Linked DNA regions of Gasterosteus aculeatus: region 2 is linked to region 1. A link is a contact called in public Hi-C data. All regions are on one chromosome and are shown on one strand. The core of a region is the stretch at or near the end of the contact, and the rest is flanking DNA. Distances in the headings are between cores, read along the strand shown.

Region 1 (2,902 bases), core at 157-2,656:
GACGACTGGAAATTTGTTTCACCAGCAGATTATGACTCATGGTGTGCTTCTCATGGTGAAAAGTCCTTGCTTTATGAGTCTGGATGCCAGAGTTTGAGATGACAGCTGGATAACAATTTAACATGTTCACTTTGCAACTTAATACCATCAACCACGCCCTTATTCCCCATAATATGACATATTTTAGAAAGAGAAGACACTGATATAAAAGCCTCATCGAAAGTTCAATTATGTTTGATATTTGTGTTACATTTGATCCCGAGCACCTTATTTTACTTCATCGTCATCAACCTGAAGGTAAGTGTGACCTCTGAAGAGAACCGGACGAGGCCTTTTGAGAAGAAAAAATAAAACCTTCCTCATGAAGCAATGAAAAGATATTTGTCTCGGATTCTCCAGAGGAGGCTGATGGAGATGCTGTGAGTTACTTTTTTTTATACAGAAGCTTGCGAATCATCTCTAATCCACCTGCGAGGAAGATGATAAGCATGCAGTATGGGCATGAATCACCCAGTAGGTTTCTTGTCATGGCTGCACAAAACAAGTAAGAATTGAAAAGTATTTAGTCATCCTACAGGAAGACATAGCATTGACGTTAAACCCAAAGTTGTGGCTGAAAGCTTTAAGACAAAACAACAATGAAACGTTTTTTTACAGAAACAATGAGCATCTTGTAGAAATAAAAGAGACAGTAAATACTGCGGCTCCGCTACATTCACGTGTGTTGTGCCTCTGGCCGCACCCTAAATCCGTGTATTTCATCAGATGTCAAAGGCAAAGACACCGTGCCGTGGGTCCGCACTTGGGGTGTGGTCACAAGTGACTCAAGCTCCAAAGTTTCCGCCCACATGGAGCAGTGCAGCAGCAGTTTCCTGCAGTTATGTAGTCGAGTGTCCGTGCGTTCTGCCGCCAGTAGAGGGCGGCAGAGGGAACACATCCTCTGTGTCAGGAAATAGCCGGAGAGGTTTCTGGTTGTTTCCGTGATGCTTTGATACACAGGATATTTATGTAGTAATCCTTTCATCTTTCAGCTATTTCCAGATGCAGCACCCCTGTGAAAAGAATGATGCAGTGACACATGATTGTGTGATTGTTTAATTGGGTCTGGGGTCAGAGTGGACAGCTTCTGTCGCCTTCCTGCAGTGGGCTTAACACAGCACTGAAGGTCGACAGTTCATGTACGAATTACACAAAACGAACGCCTAGACATTAAACACGGGTCTCCGTGGTTATTGTGATATGTGTATGGTGTTACATACATACGTAACTTTGTCTTAAAGGTTTAAAAATAAAATATTGACCTCTTCACATTAGCCAGGGAAGATGCATTCAGTGGCGGCTCCGAGCAATCAGAAACTCGGAAAATAAAATGATATACGCGGGTTCCGAGTTGTTCACTCTACGAGTGTTACTTGAATGCATCATGACACTAGCAACTAATAGCCTAGCCGGCTACCTCGGCTAATCTGATTTACCGTCTCTGTTAGACGGACGTAACGCTAGCCCCGGGATTACCGTATTCTCCATACCCAGTGATTAACGCTAAATATAGGGGACATTAAACAGCCGCTTGCTAACAGAATGGCATCGCTTGGGGAGCCCGTGCGGTTGGAAAGAGGTAAAGTCGATTGGCTAGCTCGCGGTAGCGCAGAGATATTTGTTGTGATCTAACGTTAAGCTAGCTTAGCGTTAGCCACGCAGAGCAGGTGACTGGCGGTCATCTAACTTTCCTGTTCATCGTCTGTAGGCTAAGGGAGTCCTGCTGATCGCCAGTGTGTATTAATATGACTGAACGATTAACATAGTCACGGAGCGAGAGGTTTTACAGCTAAATTACACGGTTTCACTCAAGTTGGTGTATCAGCCAATTGACTAATATGAGTGACAACACACAGCAATCCTGTAAGGTGATGGTGGAAGGCTTCAACGAATGTTGCCTGATGGAGGTTTTCATACACTGTTGTTGCACCTTCAGAGGTGGTAAAGGGAATAAATCACATTTCAAACATCAAGTCAATAATATGTTTTAATAATTTACTAACCCTAACCCTCATGAAGTAAATTGCAATAAAGGATCATTTTTTTATGATATCTGTTTTGGAGTGTTATTTGCATGTTGCTATATGGTTTTAAGTTTATCATTCTTAATACTTTAATTCACAGTGATGTAAGACCAGCTTCCTCACATTGCTTTTAAGCAATCGCATGGTACAGATGTTGTACTGACATCAACACAGAAAAAGAAAAGATGTGATTGTGACAATGTACAGATCTCAATAAAACCCTTGACGGGGGGGTTCACGTGTGCTCTCGTTGACAGATATTAACCGTGCTGTTGAACTGCTGGATAAGCTCCAGAGGACGGGGGAAGTGCCTCCCCAGAAGCTGCAGGCCCTGCAGAGGGTCTTACAGAGTGAATTCTGCAACGCCGTCAGAGAAGTGAGACCCTTTTGTCCCCTTTAAAAAACACGTGACTGTGAGATGCCGTCAGTTCCCTTTTTCTTCTAGTGTTAGAATAATGTGTTTTTGAAAACAGGGTTTTGTTTAATGACTTTATCTTCACAACTTGTAAATATGGCAACGTCTCCTCAGGTTTATGAACATGTTTATGAAACGGTGGACATCAACAGCAGTCCGGAAGTCCGGGCCAACGCCACAGCGAAGGTATACCCGATTCCAGCATCTTTATTTTCAGACCATTTGTTTTTTGTTTTGCTCCAGACGTACATTCCACATTGCGTGTCGAGTCTAACAAATGGAATGATATGCACTGCTTAAATGACGTGACCGTGTTCATTCGTAGGCGACTGTGGCAGCTTTTGCAGCAAGTGAGGGACACTCGCATCCGCGTGTTGTGGAGCTTCCCAAAACGGAAGAAGGTCTGGGGTTCAACATAATGGGC
Region 2 (3,148 bases), core at 49-2,548, 67 kb before region 1:
ATGTGCTACTCTTAGAAAAAGAAAAGCTTCATTGTGAACAATCCAATAATCAGCTACCAAGCTAAAATCAGCAGACTCAATGGATTTGGTATTATGATCAATTTAGTTGTGAACATAAGCATACTCAACGTGGAGGCCGTCCTTATTTGCTGTCCGCTTGGGGAACCGGCACAATGACGGAATGACACAATGAGGAAGCACTGTAACCCGAGAGTTTATCTTTAGAAAGTTGATCATTTTAATGAATGTCAATCACCTAATTTTACCGTTACAATTTACTCTTATGACAATCTGAGGAAAAGACAGCTATATTACTAGGTGACTTCATGGCAACGGTAATACTTACTGAAATCAACGTGCTAGCTGAACCCTTCCTTCCGGGGCCATAATACAGCGCTGCGACCATTTGGTAGGGTCCTAATTTCAATATTCGCTTTGGCTGCCTGTTTGGTATTTCAGTACTAATGTGATACATTAGAAAAATGCCAAGCATTGATGGACCAACTCTTAAAGTGTAGATTAACTATTCTGATCAATCCTTCTCCAACCAGCAGAGGGGACGGGCTAAGAGTGTACTTATTAATCGTAATACCCTCCAGTTTTCCCTTTTGTACTTTTGCCCTCTGAAATAAAAAATAAATGAATGGATTAATGTCGTCTTCTCTTGTGCTGTGGTTTTGGTGCATTTTGCTACATTGATGAGTTGACAGCTGCCAGCAAAAAAGACTGTCATAGTTTTTATTGAAAAAGTATTAAAGCCATTTGGTTTCTCCAGTAGAGAATTTGTCAATAATTGAAAAATGAAAAATCAGCTGTGGTGACCTATGATTTGCACTGTATAGCATGCACTTTGTATTAACGGTTGAATAACTAGGTCCAAGGACCTGCCAACCACTGTGCCACAACATCGTGATGATCCGGCAGCAGTGAACTCCGCTGTATCCAGGGACTTGCACACAACAAAACGTCTCATGTCCGGTTACATCTCTGTGTAGAATTCGTGACCGCCTCTGCTACTAAAACAAAACTGCACTGACTGAACTGTCTGAGATTGTTTGAATAATTGGTTGGATTATGCTTCACTTTTTATTTTCTAAATGCCTGCTCTGGGATGTATCATGATGTCAGCAAATGACAGGGAGAAGATGTAAAATGACAAAAAAGGAAATGCAAGCTACTCCCGACGAAAACATTAAACATGTCGATTGATAGTGACGTTGAAGGTGGGGTGTGTGCGTGCATGTGTGAGGGAAGAAGTGATCAATGGCGGTTCCCTCTCCTTTCCAGCGCACAGCAGCAGATGGGGAGGGGGTGTGGGCTAGTGGGATGAGTCACACGCATAATGAACCTGCCTGTTGTGCTATTCAATATAAAAAAGGAAAACACAAACAGCAAAGTAGGCTGGGTTTTATGGAAACAGTCAACACAAGCAGCCAGGAGACAAACTGGTCCTCTACAGGAGTGTGCAGCACTGGTCACAACAATGCTTTGTCACAGCTTATGGAAGCTGTGGCCCAAATACCAAAAGTTAAAGCTTGTGCTGGTGCAAAACGATCGAGCAGAATGCCAACTGATGCTCAATGTTCTTCGATGTTGGTCGGTTGAAAATATAAATACTGTACGTTTATTCACATTTGTATCGCTGGTGCACTGAGCATTATGTATCATTACAGGGTTATGTACACGTTTCCCCCGTTTTTACTCATTAATATAAACGTATCTACACTCCTAATACACTAAACACACTAAAAGCTAACTGTGTAAAAATAAAAAATAAATGGAGAATTGGATGTTTACAAGGTGATTTATTGGATAAATTGAAAATCCTTCGCCTTGAAGCAAAACAAGCCAAAAGCTGGTGTGGAAATCTTCCCTCTTATTATTTTTTTTCAAAAGCCTGCTGCTTCTGCCACCAGATGGGCAAAACAACTTCTTGAAAATATTTGGTGAGAATGGCTTTGGCATTTGCAATGATGATTGACACCATGCAAGTCATTGATATCTCATACAGAGGGGTGCTGGCGAGGCTCCCACCTGGACAGGTTGGGACTGAGCCAGAACACAGCTGTGGGTCATCTCCGTCTCTACATACCGGGATCATACTTCAAAAACAAGTAATTACTCTAGTCTGTGTTTTGTCCTCCGTTTGGGGTGTGTAATATCTGCCTTTCCCAGCAGAGGGAATAGGAGAGTTAGGAGTGGTCCAAGTGGTGCAGACCGACACACGGAGGCTGCCAGGTGCTACAATGCAGGACGCTTCAACGGTCCCTCCGTAGAGTTCTTCCCAAAAAGAAAAATGTAAACACATCACCGTTTCTCGAGGCCATGTTAAAAGAATAACATGTGTTAGAGCTTCTATTTAGAGAGAGAACACGTATGATATGGGGAAAGGATTTTTTTTTTTTTTTTTTTTCCTTAATGAGTTTGAAAACCTTCAACAGCTCATAGAACAGTAAATAATATCCTGGCCATGTGGAAAAAAGGGCCTCATCTCAAGTCGTCGTATGGTGGAATTCATTAGGAAAAGGGGAACAGGAACCCGAGAGAAGGCTGAGTACTCACCTAAATCCTACTTGTGACTCCCCAGCCCAGGTCAGTTACAGTGGGGGATCTAAAATGTCATTGAGGGGAGTTTTTACAGATCTTGTTACACTAACACACAGACCATTAGGGAGACAGATACACAGGTACAGGATCGCTTTTCTTGCCGCGTCCGTTGCCATGGCAAGAGTGGAGGTAACCGGTTTGCATTTCTTTCTCTGTCACACAAAGTTCATGGCCAGATACAAGTGAGCACAAATCGTTGCCGGTTTGCAGCAAAAGAGCACGTTATGAATAGGTTAATAGAGTAATCACATTATGATTACTGGATTGATGACGACAAATTGTCTACATACCTGACCTCGGCCTTAATGCACCGGACATCAATCTCTCACTAAAAAACGCTGTTATGCTGAAGCTATGACAAGACTATGTTACAATAAAATACATTTAGAATCCCTTTATGTAAAAGAGGACTCTCTACGTTATTAAATGATTGAGATAGGTGTGTATATTAGTCCGGCACGTAGGAGGTGGAGGTGGGGTGTGTGGTGCACAAACAGATGGCCAGTGAGAGCAGACAAACTCTAAAGGCAGGAAAGCTTCC

What was found. Hi-C and Micro-C count contacts between places; a contact is called where the count stands out from the background.
Region 2: a Hi-C map of skeletal muscle shows a contact between it and region 1, with 3 times the contacts expected there. The contact joins the enhancer-like site here to the promoter of lin7c in region 1. A contact is called at or near these places in 4 of 6 Hi-C or Micro-C datasets (liver, skeletal muscle and tail fin).

Annotation. Positions count from the first base shown.
Region 1 is chr12:10,147,894-10,150,795 of fGasAcu3.hap1.1, reverse strand. It overlaps lin7c (lin-7 homolog C (C. elegans)), which reads left to right and starts at 1,406. Exons shown (of 5, transcript XM_040202144.2): 1 at 1,406-1,618; 2 at 2,321-2,439; 3 at 2,593-2,664; 4 at 2,804-2,902. The coding sequence starts at 1,582.
Region 2 is chr12:10,214,616-10,217,763 of fGasAcu3.hap1.1, reverse strand. All of the region lies in intron 3 of mettl15 (methyltransferase 15, mitochondrial 12S rRNA N4-cytidine), which reads right to left. Among protein-coding and RNA genes, the nearest start is that of kif18a, 17 kb to the right of the region's middle. Within about 2 kb of position 1,298, at least 2 of the 9 cell types and tissues checked have open chromatin away from gene starts, as enhancers often do.